7 separate regions of the Mus musculus genome follow, and all the other regions are linked to region 7. The links are chromatin contacts, called in public ChIA-PET, HiChIP or PLAC-seq and promoter capture Hi-C maps. All regions are on one chromosome and are shown on one strand. The core of a region is the stretch at or near the end of the contact, and the rest is flanking DNA. Distances in the headings are between cores, read along the strand shown.

Region 1 (3,843 bases), core at 940-3,439, 330 kb before region 7:
CCAATGCTATCCCAGAAGTCCCCCATACCCATTCCCCCACCCCCTACCCACCCACTCCCCCTTTTTGGCCCTGGCATTCCCCTGTACTGGGGCATATAAAGTTTGCAAGTCCAATGGGCCTCTCTTTCCAGTGATGGCCGACTAGGCCATCTTTTGATATATATGCAGCTAGAGACACGAGCTCCGGGGTACTGGTTAGTTCATATTGTTGTTCCACCTATAGGGTTGCGATCCCTTTAGCTCCTTGGGTAATTTCTCTAGCTCCTCCATTGGGGGCCCTGTGATCCATCCAATAGCTGACTGTGAGCATCCACTTCTGTGTTTGCTAGGCCCCAGCATAGTCTCACAAGAGACAGCTATATCTGGGTCCTTTCAGCAAAATCTTGCTAGTGTATGCAATGGTGTCAGCGTTTGGAAGTTGATCATGGGATGGATCCCTGGATATGGCAATCACTAGATGGTCCATCCTTTCGTCACAGCTCCAAATTTTTGTCTCTGTAACTCCTTCCATGGGTGTTTTGTTCCCAATTCTAAGAAGGGGCAAAGTGTCCACACTTTGATCTTCGTTCTTCTTGAGTTTCATGTGTTTAGCAAATTGTATCTTATATATTGGGTATCCGAAGTTTCTGGGCTAACATCCACTTATCAGTGAGTACATATTGTGTGAGTTCCTTTGTGATTGGGCTACTTCACTCAGGGACTTGTTTTTTTCAAGTAAGGTTTCTCTCTGTGTAGCCCTGACTGTCCTGGAACTCCTTATGTAGATTAGGCTGGCCTTGAACTTAGAGATCTCCTTGCCTCTGTCTCCCAAGTGCTGGGACTAAAGGTGTGTTCCACTGCTGTCCGGCTAGGAGTTTAATTTTTATTAGATTTACAAGACTTAAGATCTTTGGTATTACTTATTAGAGAATATTATCTCTTGAGATAGAATCCATTAAAAGCTTGAATGCATTTGAAATATTTAAATGGGTTTAATTTACAAGTCCTGCAAATAATATAAAATATAATCAAAGGCCATTTCAGCAATCAAAGGTCATTTCACAGAAATATTAACAATTTGCTAGAGGATTGCATATGCTATTATAGTCTTTAAACTGAACTTAAAAGTTTAATGACTAGCTTTTTAAAAATTCTGTTACTTTAACAACTTGAATATTAATTTTTAAAAGTAAGATTCTTGTGTTCCCTGTGTTCAAAAAGCCACCCTCAGAGGCACAGGAAGTGAGCAGTTGGTGCTCTGTGAGGTCCTCGTGTGCTAGCTCCAGGGCTTTGTTTCAGGTTGGCTTGTGCAGGGCTCTGCTCAGCAGTGACAGGAACTACCCTCTCCTCGCTCATAAGAAGCAAACCACCAATGGTCAATAAAGCCATTGTCAAAATAAGGCTTTATGGCTCTCACTACAAAGAAAGTGACATAGTTTATTGTGGAGCCAAATGACCATGGCCCAGGAACATAGAATCAGTCTGCTCCTATCACCCTGTCCCAATATAATAACAGTTTCATGACGTGTTTACAGTTACAAACCAAATCATGGCCTTTTAATAATATAGACATGAATATCAGGTAGTTGGGTGTGGTGGTTTGAGTACGCCTTGCCATGGGAAACGTCATTATGAGGAGGTATGGCCTTGTTGAAACAGGTGAGGACGAGTGAGTCTTTTCTCGGCTGTCCTCAGATCTAGGTGTTGAACTCTTATCTTCAGCACCATGTCCGCCTGGACGCTGCCATGATGAAACTGGACTGAACCTCTGAACCTGTGAGCCAGCTACAATTAAATGTTTGCCTTTACTAGAGCTGCCTGGGTCATGACGTTCCTTTACAGCAACGGAACCCTAAAACACTGGGCCATAGCAAGTGAGGTAGCCTCCACCACAGGCCTCGTGCACTTTCTCATGACAGCCTTTGTGCTGTCAGAAGCTTGTGGTCTGTAAAGAATATTAGGACACAGAAGTGGACAATGGATGCCTATAAAGGGAGCTAAGACAACCCAAGATAACTTGGCTCTGGGCCTCCAACATGCTAACTCCGCAGTCTACCAGGCCCAGCAGGTAAAGTCTTGAACACAATCTAGCTTTCATCTCTTGCGACCTCAGTCTCATAACCAGCAGAGTTCCCATTGGTTCCCACTGGTCCCAATGGTCTTCAGCCTTTGGACATCGTTTTGTCTTTTAGCTTGGCAGGTGAGCCATGTTTTATTTTTATTATTTTAATATTATTGAGAAAACATTACATTTGACCTTGCCTGGCCCTCCTCCACCTCTCATCTGCTTCCCAGTGCATGGGAACACAGGACCCTTCCACTTAAAACATCTGTTCTGATCTTAATTTCCCCACTTTAACTATCATCATCACCAAAAGTGGTCCTGCCTCTCTGTGGCTTCAGGGGGGGAAGATGCCCCCCCCCCTACAGGTGACTCAGCAGAGTAGAGGGAAACCCTCAGCCACAGGTGGAGGGGGATTCACATGGAAAGTGATACCTTTCCTTTTAAACGGGGGAGGAGGGGACTGTCGAGGTCTCAGCAGGTTAGAGCACTTGCTATTGTTGCGAGGACCAGCATTGGGTTCCCACCTTTGATGTTAGGTGCTCACAGCTGCCTGTAACTCTAGCTCCAGGGGACTCTGGCACTTTTGACTTGCAATGATCCCTGCACACGTGTGGAATTATGCCCACAGGCACATAATTAAAGAACATGATAAAAAAAATAACATTTAAAAGCGCGAGGAAGTATGAATTGAGGGGAAATGGACTTGAAGACAGTTCCTGTCTTGTGGTAGAGAAATGGGGTCAGCGGGCGGCTCTGGGTTTGAGCGCTGCTTCATCACTGATCAGCTTTCTAGCCAGGAAAAAAAAAAATCACGGACAGGATTTCCAAGCCTCACTTCCTCCTAAGGAAAATGAGATTTTGCTCATTCATTCATTTTACTGATTTTGCAGTCCGGGCTCTTTTGCTTTTCAGTCATTGTGCGCGTGTGCGCGTGCGCGCGTGCGCACGTGCATGTGTGAGTTTTTTGTTGCCATGACTGCGGCAATTTATAGAAGAAAAAGTTTGTTTGCACTTAAGGTTCAAGGGTTAGAGTTCATGACGACAAAGCAGAGGCCTGGCAGCTGGCAGCTGAAGCTGAGGGCTCAGTGGGAATGGCCAAGGCTTTGAAATCTCAGAGTCCATCCTTACACCCCCAACTCCCGACCCCACCCCGTACTTCTTTCATCAAGGCTACACCTCCTAAGCTTCCTCAGCAGGAGACCAAGCACTCAGACGTCTGTGCCTGTGTGGGACATTCTCATTCAGACCTCCACAGTTTGTCTGTGTGACTCGGGAGCCAGCACAGTGTGGGTCTATCTACTGAACTCAGGCTTAGGGAGGAGAGCTGTACCTGCTGAGCCATCTCGCTGCCATCTCCGTAGTTCTGATAGAGAGAGAGAGCGCGACCTTCACACAAAGACAAACCGCTTCTAAAGCCTGGAGAAGAGTGCCCAGCACAAAGCGATTCTTCAGGAAAACTCTGCTGTTAAATTGTATACGAGTTCTAATTGCTAGCACTGCACTGCACTAATGATAAAAGAACCGTAGCAGCCCTTGGTGCTGAAAGGAAGGTGACCCACAATTACCCTCAGTGAGTTTCATTAGCAATGAAAAGGGCTCAAGGTCATGGTTGGGCCTCTAAATGGGCAGAAGAAAAATCACACAGGAAAAAAAATAATATAAGGCATTTTAACATGATGGAGCTTATGTTTAAGAGAAAGAGGATGTTTCCATTTAAACCTGAAGCGGGGGTTTATTTAAAGAGAAACAGGGACAGGGACAAAGGTGATTGTGCTGATGAGAGATAACAGGACAGCTTT
Region 2 (3,738 bases), core at 620-3,119, 510 kb before region 7:
AAGTTTGCACTGCGACAAATAACGCTGGAGCAATCAAGTTTGTCGGATACCCGTTACACACACAGAGTTCCTAGGAGGGATGGCAAACACAAGCTCTGAGTACAAAGGGAGGGAAATCTGCCTCAAATTCAGCCAGGGTCAGATTAACCCTGGGACGCATGGCTGAAACAGCCCTGAAGTGTATGGAAACAAACTATTTTCATATTATAATAGCAATCATTTACATTTGAAAGATAGTATCTTAAAAGTTAGTTTTTATTCCTCCATCTTTCTTCTTTTAAAACTCACTTTCATATATCCAACTAACTTTTCTTCTGTCCTGAATTTTTTTTTTACTTTAAAATGTTTTTATTCCAATGTTTTAGTGCCATAAAGGTTTATAACACTCTTTCCCTTTCCTGACTCCTCCCCACCCACCTCCCCACCTAACTTTATTCTTCCTCCCTCTCTCTCTAACCCCCAAAGAATAAAAACAAAATACAAAAACTGAAAATTGAAATAGATTAACTAAACCAAACAAATACAATATGACAAAAATGAAATAAAAAATAAAAGCAAAACACTACCCCCAGGCATGAGGCCTAAGGTTGGAGATAACATATTTTCCCTTTCCAGCAGGAAACTGCTTCTTGATCAGGAGTGGGCCTCGGTGTCTACTTATCCTTAGTGCAGCGCTTTGTCTGTTTTGAACCTGTAGAGCCTTTTCAGTACTGCCGTGTCTGAAGACACCACGTTCCCACTGCCTCTGGCTCAGTCTCTGCCTCCTCTTCCCCACAGACTAGAATGGCAGTTGTGGGTCCTGTTTGTTTGTTTCTTACTAGGTGCACCCTTCAACACACAGGCATAATATTAAGCTTTTGTCTATTATACATAGTTAAGAAGAATTCTCCCATATTCTGCCTTACTTCCCTTCCGTTTTTGTGGTGCTTGGAGGGTTAAACTTGCCCAGGGCCTGGTATGTGGTAGGCAAGCCTTCTAAACCCATGCAGCCTCCCAGGGTGGTCTCAAGCTTGTTGACCAGCCTGAACCCCTGATCTTCTCACCCAGTCTCCAGGTGCTGAGATAATGGGGGTCCAGCACTAACCCCCACCCTCCCAATTATGCTGGTCTGTTGTTCTCAAACATACTCTATTGTCTTTAACTAAATTTGTCCATCTTTTCTTAGTAGACTTTGCAATTTATACCTTAATACTCCTACTCCAAAATTTAAATAACCTGTAAAAAATTATTTTGCAAATATGTGTGTGCATGTGCGCGCACGCTACTGAAATCAGAGGGCAGAAGCCCTGAGAATCACTTCTCCACAAAGGTCCGTGGGACTGACCTGAGCTTTCGTCTTTGCTTTTAGCTCTTCGAGTTTACCTGAAAAGCGTTTCCTCCCTACACTGATTTATCAATACTTTTGCACAGCCTTAACCGCGCTTTCTCAGATCTCCACAGAAACAGAAACTGAGTCATTGTGGTTGGGGGTGGCCGGGAGGGGGCAGTGGGCAGGATGTGAAATGAATAAGTAAAATAAAATTAAAAAGCAAACAAAAGAAACCGAGTCATTCAGATTAAAACACAATTTAGAGGAAAGAAAGAATTCTGTTATGGCACTTGATCATCTTATATTTTATATCATTAGCTTGAAAACACACTTATAACATTTACTTTAAAAAGGATGACTGCTTACATTCTAAAATCTCTTGTTCTATTGAAGTATTTAAAAGTATCATTGCAGTGGCTGCATCAATGTCAGATTCTGAAAACGGAGAGGAGAGACAGCATTAATGTTCTTCCTGAGAGCAAGCTCTGCACAGTTAACGTGATCAGCATCAGGACGCTGCCGGCCCAGCGTCTTGACACACACCTTCAACCCCAGCATGAGGAAGCAAAGGAACATCTCTTTCAGAATCAACCTGCGTCTGGAAAGAAGGCTCACCCACTGACGGAAGGCCAGGCTCACAACCACAAGGGTAAAACCAACCTGGTCTACACATCAAGTTCCAAGCCAGTCACAGCTACTTAGAGAGACCATGTTTCAAAACAAAATAAAAAAACAGCACACCTCCATATACCACCCCATATATATATATTGTACACACACACACACACACACACACAATTTTGAAATAAAGTCTCATATAGCTGAAGATGACACAGAACTCTGGATTCTCCAGCTTTAGCCTCTGAAGTCCTAGATTCCAGCTGTGTATTACTATTCCCAGTTTATATGGAGACAGAATCCCCACATGCTAGAACAGCACTCTACCAACTGAGCTATATAGATCCCAAGCTCTTATTACTTGTTATTTTACAATTTGTTTTCCTTTAAGATTTTGAACAGTTTATTGAGGGTATTATGTCAAAGATAATAGAGAGATGCAAGCAGTAAGATTGCCTTCCTTCATTCATAACGACTGTGAACAATCACTGCCTTTCCAGAGTTACCTCTAAACTAAATTAGCTAGAATGCATAATACTGTTTTTTTAGCATTTACCCTGGATAAGCTTATTGTTATAAAATACATTTACATTTATTATACAATATTTGAAAGATTAAAAACATGTAACTGAGCCGGGCGTGGTGGCGCACGCCTTTAATCCCAGCACTCGAGAGGCAGAGGCAGGTAGATTTCTGAGTTCGAGGCCACCCTGGTCTACAGAGTGAGTTCCAGGACAGCCAGGGCTACACAGAGAAACCCTGTCTCGAAAAACCAAAAACAAGAACAACAACAACAACAACAACAACCCCAAAAAACAAAAAACAAACAAAAAAACCCATGTAACTAACTGGTCACTCTATGACCTGAACTTTTAAGTGCTAAATGAAGTTACTGTAGGATCAAAATATTGATCATGTTCAGCCATACTTATACAAACGCCTATAAGAACTACTAGGTCTTATGTGTGTACACATACATACATACATGCTCATGTCTATACTGGTGTGTATGCACATGTGTGTAGAAGCCAGGTCACTCTTTTTGTTATTGATACTCATTGTGTAGCTTTGTTATGGAACATCTATCTAAATTTACGAGGCTCTTCAAAATACAAAGGCAATCTTGGCATATTTTTATATAAAAATATATTTTATATACCAGTATACTATATTAGAATCACAGTTTTGAACAATAAGAATTCAATACAAAAACCACATAGTTATTACTTACTTAAAATTGACATAGCAAACGAACTTGCTAATATTTATTCATTTATTTCCTTTTTTTTTGGCTTTTTGAGACAGGGCTTCTCTGTGTAGCCCTGGCTGTCCTGGAACTCACTCTATAGACCAGGCTGGCCTCGAACTCAGAAATCCGCCTGCCTCTGCCTCCCGAGTGCTGGGATTAAAGGCCTGTGGCACCGCAGCCCGGCTCTGAACTTGCTAATTTGTTAAAAGACATGGAACTACCACATGCCTGCCAATTTCTAAACTCACTGTCAATGGACTTTTCAGGAAAGACTTCTCTTTCCACTATAAAACTCACGCCTACACATTGGTGCAAAAAATTTCAGACACAATGAGCCTTACTTACTTCATAACGGTTCATTATAGTGACTGCATGAAAATTTTCAATATCTCATTTTCCTTGAATGAGTATTAAGGCTACAATTAGATTTCTTTTTCACTCAAAAAAAAAAAAAAAAAAAAAAAAGCTGCCAAACCCATATAGTCAAAGTACAAAAGAAGTTCTTACTGACAATTTGTATACAGAAGTATTTTATTTTATGTATATGGGTGTCTTCCCTGCA
Region 3 (3,967 bases), core at 1,082-3,581, 410 kb after region 7:
TAGCAAGTGCACACGCGCGCGCACACACACACACCACATAAACACACATGCAGGCAGACAGAGACACACACACATACAAATACACATGCAGATATATATACACACACAGTGAATAAAATGTAATTTACAACTTTTATGGAGATGGAAGGGTGGATCCGTGGTTTAGAGCCCTGGATACTTTACCAGAGGGTCTAGAGGTTCCACCCCCAGCTCCGACATGGTAACTTTAGTAACAGGGATCCAACATCCTCTTCTGGACTTGAGGGCACCAGGGATGTATGTACACGGACATATGTGTAAGTAAAACACTCACACCCAGAAGATGAAAAGGTAATAATAAAATAAACTCTTAAACAACAACAACAAAAAGAGCCCTGGTTGTTCTTCCAGAGGACCCAGATTAGATCCCCCGCACTCACGAGGCAGTTCACAACCATGTCTGATTCCAGTTCCAGAGGAGCCAATGCCCTTGTTTGGTTTCTGTGGACACACACACATAACACACATAACACACACACACACACACACACACACACGTAAATAAATCATAAATAAAAGGGTGGTATGGTGGTAGGCACACCTTTGCTCACAGTGCTAAGGAGGCAGAAGCAGGAGATCTCTGAATTTGAGGGTAGCCTGGTCTACAGAGCGAGTTCTAGGAAGGACAATCAGAGCTACACAGAGAAACCCTTTCTTGAAAAACAAACAAACAAAAATAAAAATTGTGTGAGAAAAAACTTTTCTTACCAAATCAGTTAGCTCACATATTATTCATCATTTTATTGGGCCCCATAAACAGAACCAAGCATTCCCTTACAGACTGTAACTAGGGCACTCAGCTCTCAAAGGTAGTAATTGTTATGTCCTTTATTACTGGCATATCTTAACAAATGCCCGGCCTGGCATCTGTTCCAATATCACAGGCTATCTTTGTGTTGTGTGAAAATAAAAACAGTCACAGACAGAGGGAGTTGGGAAACTGAAGTATCACTCCCAGCCCTGCTTGACTGACCAGTTCTCCCTTGGGCAAGACATGCCTCTCACCAGGCCTCCTTTCCCTTGTTTGTAAACACTCTCTGAGCCTCCCAAACAGCCTGGAGTGGAGTCACCTAGGGTGCTGGCTAAACATGCAGACCCCAGAGCCCTCTGGGGGCAGGGCTGGGTGACAGCCAGAATCCAGAGCCCTCTGGGGACAGGGCTGGGGTGATGGCTAGAATCCAGGTTTGTTTAGTTTGGTCTAGTCTTTGCAGACAGAGTCTATCTCAGGATGGTTTAGAACTCACTATCTTCCTGCCTCAGCCCACCCCTTCCCCCCACCTCCCGCCAAGGGCTGGAACTTTGACCAAGGCTGAGGTGGAGTCTATAGGGTCTTTTTTCACTTTGGTACTGCAGACTCACTTGATCTGAGTCTGCATGCTTGCCTAGTCAAGTACTCTGACAAACATTTTATAGTTATTCACTGAAAGAGTCTCTCCACATAGTTGTCCAGGTGAGCCTTTATCTTACCACCTCCCTCCCTGGCATCCTCAGTAGCTAGGATGACAGGCGTGTGCCACCGGGGCAGGCTGAAGTCAGTATCCTTCATCCAAGCAGTTCAGAGGATTCTTTTTCTCACCACATTTGGAAACCATGAACACCAGACGGTTGCTAAGGGCTCAGATTATGCTATGATCAGTAATTTATAAAAATAGTCTTCTGGAAAAAGAAAAAAAAAACCATGAAGCTGAAAAATGATCCTGACACAAAACGTCTCCCATTTCCTGGGCATAGTTTGTGAAGACCCTCGGCTTTTGTTCCTAACACAGGATCGACACACTTAACAGTGCCCTTGTGCAATGGAAACCTAGCTTAGGTGTTCCTTCCTCTGGTGGCCTTTGGCTGGAATTTTGCCAGGGCCCAGCCTCCTCTCCCCACCCCCCACCCCCCACCTGCCCACAGAGGTAGAAATTCTTTGGGACCTCAACAAATATTTCCCCAGACTCCTGCATGACTCAATCCTCAGTTCCTTAACTGGGTGTTCACTGCAGTGTCAATTTGCTTATCTGAGATGCTTTTCGTAGGATGAAGGCTTGCGTCTGCTACCCTCCTCTAGACTTGGTTTTTCTCCTTAGCACTGTCTAATCTACTGACTATTTCATCCGTCTGTGTTACTTCTCATGTGTCTGGTCCCTGCTACATCCTCAGTGCCTATACTAGAACATAGTAGATGCTCAATAAATATCTGTAGCTTCAAGGAATGAGATATTTGCTGGATGAGTCAAAGAGTAAATACGTGATTCCTAGGAAAGGGCTCAACCTTTGACCCATGGGAACAGACACTCCAGCCCCAAGTCAGGGCCCAGCCTACCATTAGACATCCACCTTACCTCTGGCTCACACATACGGTAACGGTTGTACACTGTACTGAGAAGTCACTCCTGTGGCCCTGAACTAATTGGATCTTTTGGACACAGTTGCCCCTCCCCCTTCTTTCTCTTTCCTGCCATCAGGATCCTTTGAGAACTCAAGCTAAGTGGTGGTGGTGGTGGTGGTGGCAGAGGCGTTGGTGGCAGTGCATGCCTTTAGTTACAGCACTCAGGAGGCAGAGACAGGCAGATCTCTGTGAGCTCGAGGCTAGCCTGGTCTACAAGTGAGTCAGTCCAGAAAAATCAGGGCTCTGTTACATAGAGAAATCCTGTCTTGCCACCCTCCCGAGAGAGAGAGAGAGAGAGAGAGAGAGAGAGGAGTGTAGAGCAGGTTAAAGTATTTACTTTCTGTGGAGTTCTAGTTCTGATCCCTAACACTGAATAATCAATAAATTAAGTAGTAAAGAGGAGATTGTGGGACGCCTGACTTGCCAGCAAGTGAGACGCCACAACAGGATCCTTCTACAACACGTTTATTGGGAGAGCATGGACGGCGTAGGCGAAAGACCCCGAGCCCCAGAAATGGCGCTGCTTATATAGGCCTAGGAGTGACGTGTCCATACCTGATTGGTTATGCTACCAGTACCTCATTAATATGCGTCGGGCCAGGCAGTGACTAGGCAAAAAACTCTTATGCACGTGCGCACATTGGTTGTTTACCCATAATCATGGGTGGTGGCCAGTGGTAGCCAGCGCCATCTTGTAATGGCGTTTGTGGCTTCCCACAGGAGATCACCCTGGGATCCACTCATACCCAAAGGCACGAGACATGACAAACAGACCATGACAGAGATGAAACTAGGCCAGAACACTAGCTTCTTGGCTGCTTCGTCATCGTTGGTCTAGGCTTACCAGGAAACAGTCACAGGTGCTCATTGCAGGAAGGATTGTTGCCACGTCAAAGGACTACCATCGTGAGCAGTGCTGTGGGGAACTGTGAGCGAGGCTCCAGGAGAAAAGGCAGAGGGCACTTTGTTCCCTGAATTGTTCTCAGACATGATTTTGTGCCTCCTGCAACAAACATTGGCATTCAAATTTCAATTTATTCTTGATGGATGTCAGATCATACGGTAGAACCCAGCCTGGTCAGCGAACCCTGAATCTGATACGGCCTTCTGCCTTGCTTCCATGCTTTCCCAGATAGAATCTATAGTACGTCCAGGCAACTGTGCTTCCGTGGGTCTGTCCTGACGAAGTTCTGGGATAGGGCTGCTCTGTCAGTATTCAGTATGTGCTTACTGATGTTTATTTATGTGTTGTTTTTTTCCTGAACTCAAACCCTTCCTTGGATCACTGCTTGCTGTGTTTCATGTGTGCATAAAAACACACTGACTCCAAAGTAAGGCTGTCTGCAGCCTAGACTGTGGTACGCCTCGACCTTTAAGGTCCTCAGATTCCAGGTCTTGCACACAGATCTGCACAGGTTAAACCGAGCAGGAAACAAAATCTCCTTTTACTTTAACCCTAGGAATGCTCAGCAGCACAGGCTGCTATCATGGCTGATTTTTTACTTCTTAATTTATTTAATTTGCCCTCAACCTCGGGCAGCAAAAATTTGCTTT
Region 4 (3,669 bases), core at 192-2,691, 370 kb before region 7:
TGGTAGTTTACCCAGCATCACAGCTCCATTAATTTATGACCTGTTGGAAAAACATGTTTTCCCTTTTTAACAAGTTTCTATTCAAATGTGGAAGAATAGTAATGGAGGTCTCCTGGTGGCTGGCCTGAGGCCCTGTCCCCCCCCATCCCCTGCCCCCTTCACTGTAATACATGAGCAGTTAGCTGGTTGTGAGTCGTTTGCTAATGAAATAATCACTCCCAAGAGTATTAGTTCTTTTTCTCATTGCTCTGGCAACATGCCTATCAGAAAGCCACTTGAGAGATGGTTTTCTTTGGCTTACAGTTGGAAGGGATACGGTCCTCCATGGAACTGGAGGCAACTGGTGTGATCCCTTCCGCTGTCCAGAAGCAGAATAAACAGAAAGGAAGATGGGACTATCAAACCTCAAGGCTCCCTCTAGTGACTCACTTCTTCAGTCTGGCCCCACTTATTAGAGCTTCCACAACCCTCCTTGAACAGCACTCTCAGCTGGGGACTATTGTGCTCAAGCACATGAACCAGTGTCTATGTTGGTATTTCACATTCAAACCTCGGGGGAAGTAACATATCATGCATAGCATGTACTTGTCGGTGCTAAAAGTAACAGTGAATGAAAAGGTTGAACTTGGGAGTAGGGGGATGAAAGTGGGGGGATGGGGATGGGGTATGGGAGTGGAAGGAAGTGGTGGGGGTGGCTCAGCAGCTAGGAGTACTTGCTGCTGGTGCAGAGGACAAAACAACAACAACAACAACAACAACAACAACAACAACCACCTAGACCAAACTGGTAGACTGTCACATGTACCTATAATCCTAGCACCTGGGAGGTTGAGGCAGAAAGATCATGCGCTCGCAGCTAGCTGCACAGCAAGACTGCAAAGGAGTTAAGGGTGAGGGTAGCCACTCATATTCAACATTTCAGAAAAGAGAATGGAAGGAAATTCAAGTGTGATAAGGAAGAGCTAAGCACAGATGTTAAAAAATATATTAAATTCTGTTTTTCCTTTCCCAGCCCCAGCTCCTGGAACAACAACTATGAGACTAGTTAGTCATTATTAAATGCCTAGGCCACAAACTTTGGCTCATCCCTGACTAGCTCTTCATGTTTTTAACCATTTAATCTACTCTATGTTTACCACTTGGTTAGTGACCTCTCCTTCAGTCCCAGCTGCTGCTTCTTCTCCTCAGCGGCTCCCTCTGCGTCTCTCCAGGTTCCTCTCCCTCCTGGTTTTCATCCATCTCTCCTCTGTCTCTGTCTCAATCTTTTCCTCTGTGGGAAATGTGTGACCTTAGAGAACATAAGGCGACCACTGAAAGACCTTGCTAGAATAGCATGCTGGGGACCTTCCGCTAGAAGTTTGTGGAGAACCCTCCCTTCCCAGAATGACCCAGCAAAACAAGCTTTACAAAAGCCCCTGAAAGGCAGGTGCAGATAATGACCTAGAATGTCTCACTTCCCTCTTCTGGGGACGAAGACCTCACCTCACCCAGGGCCATCAATGCTGCCTAGGGAAGGTCATGAAAAGACACTTGCCTCTCTGTAAGGGAGAGTCTAATTACCATTTCTAAAGGGTGGAAAGAGAAGGTCAGCTCAGGCCAACAATGGGCTTAAACCAACTCAAGTTGTTATCAAGGCCTGCCCTTAAACTGTATAAAAAGTGTGTGCTTGGGTTGCCTGTGCCTCAATCGAGGCAGGACAGCCCCTGGCACACCAGATCAATAAACTTCTTGATTATTTCATCAGTCTCCGTTTCTGTGAGTGGGACACCCTGGACATAAGGCTCGTTGGGTCTTACACCTCCATGGCTCTCTTTGAGCTCTTATTATTTCCCAGTCTTCTCTTTCTTTCTGCTAATGTTCCACCTCCTATTCCCTGCCACAGCTCAATGGCCATTGGCATTTTATTGACAGGTGATGCTTCTAAGAGATTCTTTCTATACCCAGAGTGTGGTATTACACTCAGTCTTCACAAGTTTCATTCTACAGATGTCAACACTGAGTACCAGTCGGGTAGGTGGGTTTATCTCAGTGTTTTCCCAGCAACTAGGTTCTGAGACTATGTATATCTCATTCTAAAGTCTGTACCCTTCTACATAGTTTACTAATTACTTGTAATCAAGAACTTGATAAATATAGATTATTATATTGCCTACATCTTTCATTTAATTGGTATCATCAGTCTTAGAACTATTCTAATATTTATAGCAATTAAGAATGTTCTTGCCGCCCTTATAACAAATCCATAATTTTCCTCACAGCTAGCTGCTCTTGGCTAGACCCTGTTGGAAGTTAGAACATGAAGAGCTAAAAGGCAAGATATTTGAAGTTTTCCACCAGAGTTGGCAAGATGGCTTATTGGGTTAAGGTGCCTGCTGCCAGGCCTGAGAGAGAGAACTGACTCCCACAAATTATGCTCTGACCTCCGTGTGGGCACCGAGGCTCATGGATGTGCATACTATTGCTATTTTAAAAGAGAATATTTGCTTACTCATGTATCAATTCTACAACTTCTTCTGGTACCCTTTTGCTGATGGTAGACAGAAAAAAAAGAGGTGCATAAACTCAGAAAGGCCACCGCTTGAAGTGGGACATCACACATCACCAGATAAGCTTGGTCCGAGGTTGCTTATTATCTTGTGTATTGGTTGGTACACCCTCCATTGTCCTTGCTTTGAAACAACTATGTCAAAAACACCTCTCCATTTCTGTAGACTGGGCTGTCTGGCGTGTCTTTTTCAAGGGAGTCTTCTGTGGATCATTAATATGCAAAGCAGATAAGAGATTTAAAAAGAAAAGCTACTGCTGGCTGCAGTGGGAGTCGGTAGGCAGTCAACTTCGGCAGTCAGCTTCGCCCCAGTCTGAGAGACTCCGAGAGGTTGGACCCTCCTTAAGGCCTTCTACAGAATTGATGAGTAAGACGGTCCCTAAGGTCCCCGCCAAGTCTAAAATTACGGAACCAATGACTCTGTTGGGTATATGCTGGTTTTGGTATTGCTGTGGAAACCAGGCATCTCCAACAAGGGGGAAATAGCAGTAACTGCCTTTCTCTGGGAACATCTGGTCTGGAAATGAGAACATCTCAGCTCTGGTCCCTGCTCGGCCACTATTTAAGTCTATTACCTTAGCTGCTGTTTCCCCATCTACGAAACGCTCATAAACCATTCCCTGCCTGCTTTATTTTTAAATGTATCTGTTAGCGAAGTTTTAAATTCCCTTCAACAAAAATTAAACTAGTATACAGTCTTAAAGTCTTGCCTTCGGGGATGTGCGGAGGTTGATTCTTCACTCTGAAGTTGGAGCTATATAGTTACTACCTCTGTTGAAACTGGTGGTAAAACCCAAAGCGTGGCGCACGGGCCCCATGGGTGCCTGGGGACGAGCCAGAGTCCGTTACCAGATGAATCGCTACAGTTCTCATCAGGAGAAAGTGGGAAGTGTCCTTTGGTTAAGACAGGCAAAAACAATCGTGGTTTTCTGGATTTTTGTTTCATTTTTGCAGAGCTGATACTAGTTGGGTTTTTATTTTTATTTTTTGTCAAAATTCTATACGATCCCTATTACCACAAACAAACAGATTTCTACCGTTCAGGCCTGTGACAAATGACAGTTGTTGAACATCTGACAAGATATTCTGTATTTCTAAGACCTGGAGAGAAAGATGAGCAGATA
Region 5 (4,101 bases), core at 318-2,817, 280 kb after region 7:
TCCAGACCCCAGTTTCCCGTCTCTGAAAACCACCGCTGCAGTCTCAAGCCATTACCCACCCACTATCTCGGACACTCCCACTGACGGCCTCACAGGGCTCCTGCTCTCCCAGCGCGCGCAGTACATGAGCTTCCGCTGCCTACCACACAGTACATTAAATATGGCAGTGGTTCCAACCCACCCTGTGGTTACCAACACTTCTACCCTCCTCCCTAATACTCCTCCTCTGCCTTCTACTTTACCATTGTGGACCTAAAGGACCCCTCCCTTCTTTACTGTCCCCCTGCATATTGACTTTCTCTTTGCCTTCACCTGGGTGGACCCTGACACAGGGCTTCGGGGCAGCTCACACGGACAGTTCTCTCTCAAGGCTTCCAGGGCCGTCCTCATTTTTCTGGCCAAGCTTCATTCCTAGCACACTTCTCTATCATGTAGATGACGTTTACTCTGCAGCCCTTCCTAGTCTCTGTCCCAACAAGGCAGTGTTTCGCTCCTCAGCTCTCTTGGTTGCCTGGGCTGCTCCCATCCTCTCTGTGGATGGATGCTTGCATAGATTAGCAAACCTCCAAGCAGCTTAGGCTGTGGTCAACTCCACTGAAACCGGTGAAGCAAACTGCCTCCCAGCGGGGACCTCTTCACAGTAGGCTGAGCTGCCTTAGCCAGGCATTCCACAGAGCCAAGGGCCAACATCTCCACCAATTCTAAGTATGCCTTAGTAAAAGCCCACCCACTCCACCTTATTCTCGACCCCAAGGGCACCACATTCAAGGCCCTGGGTTTGATTCCCCAGCACCGCCTGGCAAGTCCACTCTTCCTTGTCTGTCACTTCAGTTTACATCAAGTGGCCACAGAGGTGCCACACAAAGTGCCAAAAAAATACAAACTCAAGACAAATTAGACATTTTTTAATATGATTTTTCTGTTGTTTCTGGTTACTTTTTCCCTTCCAAAAATACTTTGCTGTGGGAATTAAATGTGAATTGCATACCTGATCCATATCTAAAGTTGTTTCTATCATTTCTTGAAATTTTGAAAAATCAGAACGAAGATCAATAAGAGGAGTCACAAAAACTGCCAACAACAGTGCCTGGTGTCTTCCTAAAACAAAGCAGAGACAGAAGTAAAAACAACAGATCATAATATTAAAATAATGAAATCCTTTGAACCAGAAAGCACAAATTGTCCAGGTCTCTAAACTCAATTCTCTTTTATGCTTTAACTCAAAGGGTATCATCTATAGACAGGGGACCACTGTGGTAGTGCCCAAGGCCCAACTACTAGAGCACTGCCCTCCCTGCAGGTCTGGGTCTCCTTCAGAGGGTGTGGAAACATTAATTATGACTAAGTGAGCCAAAGACAAAGCCACTAGAATAAGACCTAATTTGCATCCTAATTTCCATTAACAACCCAGCGCTCCAATCAGCAGAGGCTGAATCCAGTGCTTAAATTGGAACTTGGCGGTTGAGAGCCATCCCGAGGAATCGTGGGAGGAGGGGAACAGGAACCAACAATGTGCAAGAAGGCAGAGTCAGGGCTGGCGCTAGCCCGGGCATGCTGCTCTGTGGCTTTCTCATCCTCAGCACAGCCCTGTCCTGAGCCCTGTCCTTGTCTGCACAAGGTAGTGACGATGACAACTACCCAGAGGATAGGTGCGTGCCTGAGACGACACAGCAACAGGCAGTGCCCCACGCCGAACAGTCACTATACACTACACCACAAAAAACAGCTGTTGCAGATGTGAGGCTCCTGTCATCCTCGGTGTCCCCTACCCTCTCTAATGCAGACCTCCTGGAATCTTCATGACCACCCTCAGCCTCCTTCCCTGAGTTTTAACCTCCACTGAACCTTAGTTGCCAATTTCCAACTGGATTTTTAAAGACTGCATTCTCCATTAACTACCACAGCCTGGAAAGCCCTGCAAAAGCTAAGGCAAGGCCCACAGACCCCTTGACATCAAGGCAGAGCATGGACACAGGTCATCGTTTCACCTTTTTCGCATTCCCAAAACAGGTAATGAAGGTGCACAGTATTAGACAACCGTGTCTGTTACCAGTCAAAAGATCCACCACACTCTGAAATCATTTAACAGCTTTTGGAGTTATCCTAAAGTTTCATTTAAACTCAGCATTCCAGGTTGGCGAGATGGCTCAGTGGATACAAGCATAAATTGTTCTTGCAGAGGACCCAGGTTCAACGTTGAGACCCACACTGGGCAGCTCACAGTTTAGCTGTAACCCCAGCTCCAAGGGTTTCAGACTCTGGCCTCCATGGGCACCTATAGTCGCATGTCAACAGACCCACATATCCATAATTACAAATTTAAAATACAGATTCATTATTCTGAAATTGAAGCAAGAGTAGGCCTTTCATTCCTCTCTTAGAAACAAGGCTGTAACTATGTTGTATAAAAATCGATGTTCCTGCCTCGGCCTCCTGAGCAGCTGGGATACAGAATTAAACTACCACAGCCAACTTGTCAGCATCCCCCCCTCCCCTTTAGATTTAGTTATCTTTAATTTTATATAAAATGCATCCTTGGTGCCCACAGAAGTCAGAAGAGGTTATCAGATACCCTAGAACTGGAGTTTGGAATGGTTGTGATGGCCACAGAAGCTGGAAATCAAACCTGTCCTCTGCAAAAGCAACAAATGCTCTTACACGCTTAGCCGGCTCTCTCTCCATCTTACACGCTTAGCCAGCTCTCTCTCCACCTTACACGCTTAGCCGGCTCTCTCTCCATCTTACACGCTTAGCCGGCTCTCTCTCCATCTTACACGCTTAGCCGGCTCTCTCTCCACCTTACACGCTTAGCCGGCTCTCTCTCCACCTTACACGCTTAGCCGGCTCTCTCTCCATCTTACACGCTTAGCCGGCTCTCTCTCCATCTTACACGCTTAGCCGGCTCTCTCTCCATCTTACACGCTTAGCCGGCTCGCTCTCCACCTTACACGCTTAGCCGGCTCGCTCTCCACCTTACACGCTTAGCCGGCTCGCTCTCCACCTTACACGCTTGGCCGGCTCGCTCTCCACCTTACACGCTTAGCCGGCTCTCTCTCCACCTTACACGCTTAGCCGGCTTTCTCTCCATCTTACACGCTTAGCCAGCTCTCTCTCCATCTTACACACTTAGCCGGCTCTCTCTCCACCTTACACGCTTAGCCGGCTCTCTCTCCAGTCCTTACACGCTTAGCCGGCTCTCTCTCCATCTTACACACTTAGCCGGCTCTCTCTCCACCTTACACACTTAGCCGGCTCTCTCTCCATCTTACACGCTTAGCCGGCTTTCTCTCCATCTTACACGCTTAGCCGGCTCTCTCTCCATCTTACACACTTAGCCGGCTCTCTCTCCAGTCCTTACAATCTTTCTAAATGCATTAACTAAGGAGCTGGAGAGTTAACACTGTACGCTGCTCCCGCAGAGGACCCAAGTTTAGTTCCAAGAACCCACACTAGGCAGCAAACAACTACATTTACTCTAGCTCCAGGAGACCTGATATCTTACTGTCTCTTCCGAAGGGAAGGAGGGACAGAGGGACAGACAGATGGACGCACGCATACACAATTTAAATGCATTAATTACAAGTGTGAGGCAGGTGGATTTCTGAGTTCGAGGCCAGCCTTGTCTACAAAGTGAGTTCCAGGACAGCCAGGGCTATACAGAGAAACCTTGTCTCGAAAAACCAAAAAAAAAAAAAAACCAAAACCAAAAACAAAAACAAAAACTCAAGTGTATGGCTCTGTATCAAGGTTTTGTATCTTGATAACTACACTTCAATACAATTAGTTTCTTTTCTCCTTGTTTTATTTCATATGTTTAAAACCATTATTCTGAAAATAAGTTTTATTAGAAGCCAAAACAGCCTGTGTAGCACAAAATGAAACAAAGTTACAAACACTAGATACACAGCTGCGGAAAGGGCTTCAGACAGAGGTTAAGAGGGCTGACTGCTCTTCCAGAGGGCCTGGGTTCCATATCAGCACCACATGCCAGCTCACAACTATCTATAACTCCAATTACAGAGTACTGGATGCCCTGTCTGGAACTCTGCAGGCTAAGGCAACTTGGTTTTGTCTTTTAATTTTAAGGAGAGAGAACACACA
Region 6 (4,018 bases), core at 998-3,497, 470 kb before region 7:
AGGCTTCCGGCTTTATGTAAATGTCTCTTCACTTCTCTTCAGTTCGTTTACTTTTCTTCCTCAACTATGAACTGTTCTCAGTGGTCAGTGCACACTCACTTTCCAGCCTATCTTCTTTCCTACAGAAAGCTTTACACCCTCTTCGATACCTTCATTAACTTCACTAGAACATTCAAAAGCCCAGTAAACGAAGTCCGAACCATTTCTCCAGAACTCTATAAATGTAAGGGGTTTCCTTCTTAATGGTTTAACAATAACGTAAAACTAAGTAATAACACAAACATGCCATAGAAACAAATTAAAATTGCCGATCAAAAAAATGACGCATGATCTAGACTGTAAAGACATTCTAAATCTTCACTCTCCAGTAGTTTATTTTTTTAACTTTAATCATTTTCTCTTTCACTTTTATATACTATAATTTCCACCTATGAATTCTGCTCAAATCTGACTACATACAAAACTAGTATTTATCCTTAAAAAGATAATTTCATTGCTAATCTGTGTAAAAAGAAACAAATGAGTTTTTTTCATAAGCCCGAAATAATGCCAGAATGTTATCATTTCAGATTCATTAGAATCGCTCGTTATTGGCTTTGAAATTAAAACGATTTTTCTAAAGAGTCGGGGAACTCTTTTTATAAAGACATTGCCCTGTCGCTCTTTGAAGATACCTAACACTGCTGAAATTTTAAGATGAATCATCAAAGTTGCAGCGAATGGCAAAAATGGCAATAGACACCTTACCAGAATTGCAAAGGAAAGCCATTCTACGATTCAGGTGAAACAACTAGATGTGATCGGTTCGGCTTTTTCCACTTCCTCTTATTAGAGCGCAGAAGCCAAGACTATACCATTACAAAGCCCCTGCTGCGAGAGAAGCCTCAAGCTCTCTGGCCGCTAGAGCACTCTATTGCACTCAGCCGGCCACGTGGCTGTCACAATCAGAAGACAGGAGAAAAGAGCACCAACTAACCTGGAAATAATTAACCGCTCACAGCGGAGTTGCAAGTAGGGGAAAAAAAAAAAAAGTCTGTCATTTCTCTGCACTTATGACTCCTCCCACCGCCACCCAAAAGGTGGAAAAAGGAAAGCTTTAAAGCAGAAACCAAGTGCAAGAAGATCTCGAGAGCGCGGCTTCCCAATGAAATTGCTACCCCCAACTCGCGTGAGGTGCGGCGGTGGGAACCCAGGCATTTTGCCGGAGGGCAGCCGGGGGCGGAGTTTGCAGTGCAAGACCGAGCACCGAGCACGTGGACTCCCTGCCCCTAACCTCCCCGGCTCGGCTTCGGGCTGCCGGGCACTGCACGCCGGCCGGCACCCAAGCTCAAGGCCGCGGACCACCGCGCACCCTCCCGGCCCGAGCGCCGGGCCGGAGGGCAGAAGTAACCTCGGCCCCGAAGGAGATGGCGAACAGGAAGTGCACATGTTGCAACGCCGAAACAGTCCAAGTCCCACCCCCACCCCACCCCACCCCACCCCCGGCCCGGGCCAGCCAGGCTTGGGGGCGCCTCCGGCCGCGAGAACCGGGCTGGGGTCGCCACCCCACATCGGGGCCCCGCGCCCGAAGTTTACGCGAGTCCTCCTGGGCACTACTTCTCCGGGCCCAGCCATCCCGCCCGGGCCGGGCCGGGCCCCGGACTGGGACTCCACGCCGCGCGCGTCCCGCTCGGATGGGAGCCGGAGCGGCGACGTGGCTGGCGCGGGCTCCCCGGGACTCTTAGAGCAGCAACTCCCGGGGTCGCAGGTTTCCGCCTGGGCGTCCTCTGCCCTCTGTGGCTCCGACTGCGCGACGCCCCCTCCGGTACGGTCATTACCTCGGGAGAAAACTCCTAACTCCTCACTCCCGGGGACCCGTGCTCGCCTCGGTTCCACACCCCCGGGGCAGCCCACGCTCTGCCGGAGCCGCGCGCCGGGTACACCCCCGCGCAGGGGCGCCAATTCTTCCCGGGACACAAAAATGTCCCGGCGCGTCACGGGACAGCCGCCTCCGCGCCCCCACGCCCAGCGCCGGCCGCACACGCTGCCTCCGCGCCGCGCCGCGCCGCGCGACCCCGGGGACTCACCGTCACTCAGCCGCCGCGAACCAGAGGCGAGGGCCGGGCCGGGCCAGACACAATATGGCAGAGCACCGCAGCTGCTCCCGTGGCTCCCAGCAGCCGCCTCCGGGACACCCAGGCGCGAGCAGGCAGTGGCAGCTGCGGTGGCGGCCGCCGCAGCACCACATCCCCCCCCCCCCCACCCCTCCCGCCTGCTCGCTTCCTCCCCTCCTCCCCGCCCCGCTGCCATGACAACGCGGCGCCAAGGCGCTTGGCCCCGCCCCTCCTTCCGTCCCGCCTCCCGCAGCCCGCCCTTGCCTCGTCCCGCCTCCTACCAGGGCGGCGGCCGCCCCTCCGAGCTGTCGTCCTGCAGGCGGGTGGGGGGGAAGGTGGCGTCCGGAAGGGTGGAGCGGGCTCGGAAGGCAAAGCGAGGGGACGCTGAGGTTTACGGAGCTGGGCGTGCAGGCGGGAAAATGAAAAGCCCTCGCCTGTCGCCCGGAAGGACCTATGGGAGGGCGACCGAGGCGCGGCGCGGCTGCTGAGTGGACGAGCTGGCGCGGGACGCGCGAGTGTCCGCCCGCGACGCGTGTGCTGGGGCTGCCGCGACGGCCCGAACAGCCCCTTGGCTTTGAAAGTGTGGGGACCGGGAAGCTTTCTTGAGAACAACGCTACCTTCTTCTGACTGAAGTGCCGTGGAAACTCTATGCAGAGCAGATTTTAGAGGGGAAATGGGGCTTTGGAATCAGATCCAAATTTTACTAAAGATTTTCTGAGACTCTGTCTCCCAAATTAAAAACCAGTAATAAAAGGCAACACAGCAACAACAAAAATGTACAGAGCTCTCACTAATTGCTGTGTACAGTAATAAGGACTTAATATGCATTGTACACGTATTGCCTACACTGTATTGCGGGTACAGTGCTGCTAGATAAAACGGGAGTGGCCAGTTAATTCTGAATTGCAGACAAATGTAGAATAATTTTTAATGTTAAGGACATTCCCTTCGGGGTATACTTTCTGGTTGCTTCATGTTTTAGTGAATCTGCCAACTCTACAATTTCAGGAATTCCCTTTACATAGAAGGAAACTGAAGCCTAGAAGTAGCCTATCAAACTGCCCTTGGCAGTGAAGGTTTATGTATCAGTACTGGGTAGGGTGAGGCTGGAGGAGTGCCAAGATTTAGAGGTCACCCTGGCCTTCATAAGAAGTTTCTGTCTCAGCTGCGCGGTGGTGGCGCGCGCCTTTCATCCCAGCACTCGGGAGGCAGAGGCAGGCGGATTTCTGAGTTCGAGGCCAGCCTGGTCTACAGAGTGAGTTCCAGGACAGCCAGGGCTACACAGAGAAACCCTGCCTCAGAAAAAAAAAAAAAAAAAAAAAAAAAAAGAAGTCTGTCTCAAAAGGAAAGCAGGGTATAGTGCCTCATTCCTGTAATCCTGGAACTTGGAAGGAGGACATAGGAGACTCAAATGTTTAAGGCCATCTACATAGGGAGAGAGAGAGAGAGAGGACTATTCCATTGAATTTCTAAAAGAAAACTATAGTTTGAGTTTACTGTTATCATTATGAACCTGGAAATTAAACCTTTCAATTTCTATACCCAGTTCTTTAAAAACCATGCTACTGATACCTGTTTCACACAGATATAAATGGATTAAGAGAAAGGGTCTCTAAAACGGAGACATTGCCCGTCTGCTTGCTCAACAAAGCTTCATTTGGTTCCTGATGAGGGGATGTTGACTATTCAATGTCTTTGCATATAAAATGACTGAAGCAGGCTATCTGCTCGCAGTAAAGTAGATGAGCTGTGAATATGGCAGAGATGCAGAGGAATTGTAGGCACCCCGATGTACAAGAACAAAGCCAGAAATATTTGATTCCCTCATTCCACAAACAACATTATTCGTATGATCCATGTAAGCTCGCCTACCAGTTCTATTTCATTTTGTTTTGTTTGTTTGTTTTCTTTTCAAAGTCCCGGA
Region 7 (3,541 bases), core at 556-3,055:
GTTTGAAGACCGCAACAGTGTACTCACACACATGAAAGAAAGAAAGAAAGAAAGATAGAAAGAAAGAAAGAAAGAAAGAAAGAAAGAAAGAAAGAAAGAAAGAAAATAAATAAGTCGGGGTATCCAGGCGTGGTGGCGCACACCTTTAATCCCAGTACTTGGGAACCAGAGACAGGTGATCTACAGAGTGCATTCCAGGACATCCAGGGCTACAAAACCCTGTCTAAAAAAAAATACCAGTGAAGATATGGCCTAGGCGATAACGCAAAGGATGGCCTGAGTTTTATCCACAGGACGGTTGGTGGAAGAACCAACTCTTAAGTTGTCCTCTGATTTCCACAACCTACTATAGCATGCATACACACATATACACACTAACAGGTAATTTTAAAAAATATAGAAATAATGGGGCTGGAGAGCTGCTCAGCAGTTAAGAGCACTGGCATTCTTCCATAGGAACCAGGTTTGATTCCCTGCACCCACCCAGTAGCTCACAATATCTCTAACTACAGAGGCTGAGGTCCTCCTCTGGCCTCTCTCAGGCAGCGTGCATGCACATGGGCACACATACATACACGGAGGCAAAATACACCTCTGTGTTTACCTGTGTCTGAACTGTGTCCTTTATAGCCAAAGGGAAGGAAAGAAATTAGAGATCCAAAATCATTTTCTCTGCCCCAGGAGCATACGCCAGCTCTTCCTGGTGCCCAAGCTGAAACTCCAGAGTACTGGACTCCAGAAAGAACTCTTTACATTTTAAATAAGTCGCTGCACACTTCTTAATCCCAGCAGAGGCAGGTGGATGTCTGAGTTCCAGGACAGCCAGGGCTACACAGAGAAACTCTGTCTCGAAAAAAAATGAAAATAAATAGATAAAATAAATGTCTCTAGTCGTTCCTACAAACGACAGCCAAATTTACAAAGTGCGAGTACAACTCCAGGCAAGTTTCCCCCAGTAAACCTTCTTGCCCAGGGCTTGCCCAATACTCCGAAGACCCACTAACTGCGAAAAATCTCCCGCACTCTTCCCTCCTGTGAAAAGGTGGGTTAAAAAAAACTGTCGTCCCAAGCCGGAGCGCCGCTTTCACTATCTACAAACTTCCACCTGCAACCCGAGTTTCCTCCCACCGTAGGCTCGCCACCCGGAGGAGCTCCCTGCCCGATCCGATCCGCCCCGCCCCCTCAGGCCGCGGATCGCAGCAGGACACCCACCGTTCCCGCTCCGGCCACTTTGGGGGAGGGTGTCTCCGTCCCCGAGCCTCCCGAGCCTCCCCACCCCCACAGTGGGAGTGCGCTCGCTTGCTCGCAGCGTCCCCCGAGAGTCCCGGGCACCGGCCCCGCTTCTCCCGGGCCGGCAGGCCGCCCCTCCTCCCGCCGCCTGGCACGGAGCAGCCTCCCCCTCCTTCCGGGAGACCCGCGCGCCGCCGCAGCCCCGACCGAGCCGGCTACCTGGGAGGCACGGCCTGCGCGGAGGAGGAGGCCCTCCGCAGCCCTCCGTTGAGATCCTTTGCCTCCGGCGACGAGGCGGATACCGCCGCGGACCGGGACCCGGGTTCAGCCTCGCTCCAGGCCGCATCCCCGCCGCGGGAAGCGGAGGCTCCAGAGGCAGCGGCACCTTGGCGTGAGGCCTCGGCCGCGGCCTTCTTGGTGTCGCCGAGTGCCGGGGACTTGGGGAAGAAGCTGTACAAGGTGCTTTGTCGGGACATGATGAAGGCTGACGGGCAGACCGGGCCACGGCTCCGAGCGCCTACAAGGATCGCATCCACCGCGCGGCCGCCGCTGGCGGGAAAGTCGGGAGGAGGCGCGTCCTACCCGAGCATCCGTAGCCCAGCGGCCAATCCGAAGGCGTGTCGGCCTGCGCGGTGGGCGGGGCCCCGCCCGCGACGTGCCCTGGCGTAGATGGGCGGGGCGGGGCGGGCCCAGCCCCCAAGCTCGGGTTGGCGGGCCTTGAGACTGAGCCTTTGCAAAGCAGTGGAGCTCGCGGTGGCTACCCGGGCAAGTATGCACCAAGAAGACGGAAGTGGCTTGCGCGGTTGCTGGAACGGCGGGGTGCACCCTGCGAGAAGCCGCGTCGAGCTCGCTGCGGAAACACCTGGCCCTGCGGGCGGTCCTGCGGTTGGACTGAAAGGAGCTGAGAAATTGGTTGTTGCTGTCTGCCACGTACGGTGCGTTCGCAGAGCATTGTACAGAGCGGCACTTGTGAATGCCAAGTGCAAGAACAGCTATCCACAAAACCAGCTACCCACAAAACTTTCCTTGGCCCGTCACTGCCTCAACTAGTTTACGCCTTACTATATGAGATGGGCAGTTAAGGTCCAGTCTTATCTGAGCCCTTTAGCATAAGTGTGCAGAATTTTTTATATTTTAGAAACTGAGATTGCTAAGGTAATGTTGAGCGTCAACGCTTGGGCCCTAGCAACCCTAACGAGCTAAACTCCCACTCATCCTCAGTAGTCGAATAATAGAGAAAATAGCAAAAAAACAGATTTTTTTTTCAAAGGGCCACATTAGGAAGATAAAGTTCAGCCCCCCCCCCCCGGAAGTTCATCTTTGGGGGTACTGACGTGAAGTTTTGGTTTAAACCGGGCGACGGGAACCAGAATGGTCTTGTAAGAGGTGGTCTGACCCACCATAATCTCTGCTCCAGACTGTCCTACATGGGGATTCAACGAGCTTCAGATACTTGAGAAATCTCTTTCCAGAAACCAAGTTCTTCCTCTACACTAACTCGAAGCTTTGTCTTACCCCTTCCCACCAAAAAATTCCTGGAGAAATTCCAATTCTTTGGAGTCCATTATTTCAATTGCCTGATAGCCAAAGGGAGCCAAGTGTTTCTCCTCAGAATGTCTTCCTGCCAGGTTGATTACAGGGCGTTTTCGAAAATTGGAGCTCCTATTCAAATTCAAGAAATTGGAGCTGAGCGCGAAGGTGTGTGCCTTTAACCCCATTGTTCCAGGCAGAAGCAGGTGGATCTCTGAGGTCAAGGACAACCCTGGCTACAGTTACAAGACTTGCCAGGGTTTGTTACACGGAGAAACCCTGTCACAAAAAAAAAAAAAAAAAAAAAAAACCAAAACAAAAAAAACAACTAAATCAAGAAGGAGAGAGAGAGAAATTGGGAGACTTAATTCAGCTCTAAGTAAGAATGGACTTAGCTCTGGCTAGCAATACCTTCACTTTGGTAAAAGGGTAAAAAGATTTGCTTTGTTGGACAAAACCAGCTCAGCCTGTAAAGGTGCTTTGGAGTCCAGCTAGAGACCTGAATTCTATCACTAGAATCACACTGTGAAGGATTGCTGCAAATTATCCTCTGACCTCTATACTCAGGCTCCATAGGCTTGGGGTGGGCACGGTCACGTGCACACGTGTATACGTGTGTATGTGTGTGTGTGTGTGTGTGTGTGTACACATACACACACCAGCCTAAAAACAAAAGAAACTTGGTATGGTAGGCCACACCCTTGATCTCAGCACTTAGGAGACAGGGGATCTCTGTGAAGTTTGAGGCTGTTAAGAGATGTCCCAGAGAAACTACCAAGCT

The links. Promoter capture Hi-C pulls out the DNA fragments that hold promoters and counts their contacts. ChIA-PET counts read pairs in DNA pulled down with a chosen protein or histone mark. HiChIP or PLAC-seq counts read pairs in DNA pulled down with a chosen protein or histone mark.
Region 1: a promoter capture Hi-C map of stem cell-derived epiblast-like cells shows a contact between it and region 7, with 4 times the contacts expected there. The contact joins the promoter of 1700116H05Rik here to the promoter of Msh6 in region 7. A contact is called at or near these places in 1 of 39 promoter capture datasets (stem cell-derived epiblast-like cells) and 5 of 115 datasets of contacts at active chromatin or transcription factors (bone marrow-derived macrophages and embryonic stem cells).
Region 2: a contact with region 7 is called in an RNA polymerase II ChIA-PET map of memory CD8 T cells, with 5 read pairs. The contact joins the enhancer-like site here to the promoter of Msh6 in region 7. A contact is called at or near these places in 10 of 39 promoter capture datasets (the 3T3-L1 cell line, the C10 cell line, the HPC-7 cell line and 6 more), 1 of 484 Hi-C or Micro-C datasets (bone marrow-derived macrophages), 15 of 115 datasets of contacts at active chromatin or transcription factors (the 230-238 cell line, the SCID.adh cell line, bone marrow-derived macrophages and 8 more) and 2 of 9 other capture datasets (adipose tissue and liver).
Region 3: a FOXA1 HiChIP or PLAC-seq map of pancreatic cancer cells shows a contact between it and region 7. The contact joins the enhancer-like site here to the promoter of Msh6 in region 7. A contact is called at or near these places in 1 of 39 promoter capture datasets (the 3T3-L1 cell line), 4 of 115 datasets of contacts at active chromatin or transcription factors (embryonic stem cells and pancreatic cancer cells) and 1 of 9 other capture datasets (embryonic stem cells).
Region 4: an H3K4me3 HiChIP or PLAC-seq map of embryonic stem cells shows a contact between it and region 7, with 4 times the contacts expected there. The contact joins the enhancer-like site here to the promoter of Msh6 in region 7. A contact is called at or near these places in 5 of 115 datasets of contacts at active chromatin or transcription factors (bone marrow-derived macrophages, embryonic stem cells and large pre-B cells) and 1 of 9 other capture datasets (pancreatic islet).
Region 5: a contact with region 7 is called in a promoter capture Hi-C map of embryonic stem cells. The contact joins the enhancer-like site here to the promoter of Msh6 in region 7. A contact is called at or near these places in 21 of 39 promoter capture datasets (the 3T3-L1 cell line, 3T3-L1-derived adipocytes, the C10 cell line and 13 more), 12 of 484 Hi-C or Micro-C datasets (the G1E-ER4 cell line, the HL-1 cell line, Th2 cells and 7 more), 31 of 115 datasets of contacts at active chromatin or transcription factors (the NIH/3T3 cell line, the SCID.adh cell line, bone marrow-derived macrophages and 16 more) and 4 of 9 other capture datasets (adipose tissue, embryonic stem cells, liver and 1 more).
Region 6: a contact with region 7 is called in a promoter capture Hi-C map of pre-B cells, with 4 times the contacts expected there. The contact joins the promoter of Foxn2 here to the promoter of Msh6 in region 7. A contact is called at or near these places in 18 of 39 promoter capture datasets (the 3T3-L1 cell line, 3T3-L1-derived adipocytes, the C10 cell line and 12 more), 28 of 484 Hi-C or Micro-C datasets (B cells, the C10 cell line, CD4 T cells and 19 more), 12 of 115 datasets of contacts at active chromatin or transcription factors (the 230-238 cell line, DN3 thymocytes, the SCID.adh cell line and 7 more) and 4 of 9 other capture datasets (adipose tissue, liver, macrophages and 1 more).

Annotation. Positions count from the first base shown.
Region 1 is chr17:88,305,918-88,309,760 of GRCm38.p6, reverse strand. 1700116H05Rik (a long non-coding RNA gene) reads left to right here and starts at 2,189. Exons shown (of 4, transcript XR_001782254.2): 1 at 2,189-3,843. All of the region lies in intron 3 of Gm31615 (a long non-coding RNA gene), which reads left to right.
Region 2 is chr17:88,482,407-88,486,144 of GRCm38.p6, reverse strand. Foxn2 (forkhead box N2) reads right to left here. Exons shown (of 6, transcript NM_180974.5): 5 at 1,676-1,744. Among named protein-coding and RNA genes, the nearest start is that of Foxn2, 44 kb to the right of the region's middle. Within about 2 kb of position 1,869, at least 9 of the 459 cell types and tissues checked have an H3K27ac peak or open chromatin away from gene starts, as enhancers often do. A contact at or near this core is called in memory CD8 T cells, where this site is marked.
Region 3 is chr17:87,561,210-87,565,176 of GRCm38.p6, reverse strand. The region is part of intron 1 of Gm46587 (a long non-coding RNA gene); the gene reads left to right. Among named protein-coding and RNA genes, the nearest start is that of Gm46587, 7.6 kb to the left of the region's middle. Within about 2 kb of position 2,331, at least 31 of the 459 cell types and tissues checked have an H3K27ac peak or open chromatin away from gene starts, as enhancers often do. A contact at or near this core is called in pancreatic cancer cells, where this site is marked.
Region 4 is chr17:88,344,888-88,348,556 of GRCm38.p6, reverse strand. All of the region lies in intron 1 of Gm31615 (a long non-coding RNA gene), which reads left to right. Among named protein-coding and RNA genes, the nearest start is that of 1700116H05Rik, 39 kb to the right of the region's middle. Within about 2 kb of position 1,441, at least 11 of the 459 cell types and tissues checked have an H3K27ac peak or open chromatin away from gene starts, as enhancers often do. A contact at or near this core is called in embryonic stem cells, where this site is marked.
Region 5 is chr17:87,693,492-87,697,592 of GRCm38.p6, reverse strand. Msh2 (mutS homolog 2) reads right to left here. Exons shown (of 16, transcript NM_008628.3): 8 at 989-1,098. Among named protein-coding and RNA genes, the nearest start is that of Msh2, 23 kb to the right of the region's middle. Within about 2 kb of position 1,567, at least 32 of the 459 cell types and tissues checked have an H3K27ac peak or open chromatin away from gene starts, as enhancers often do. A contact at or near this core is called in embryonic basal ganglia, embryonic stem cells, epiblast stem cells and 1 more, where this site is marked.
Region 6 is chr17:88,438,933-88,442,950 of GRCm38.p6, reverse strand. It overlaps Foxn2 (forkhead box N2), which reads right to left and starts at 2,247. Exons shown (of 6, transcript NM_180974.5): 1 at 2,067-2,247.
Region 7 is chr17:87,973,314-87,976,854 of GRCm38.p6, reverse strand. Msh6 (mutS homolog 6) reads right to left here and starts at 1,805. Exons shown (of 10, transcript NM_010830.2): 1 at 1,450-1,805. The coding sequence starts at 1,706.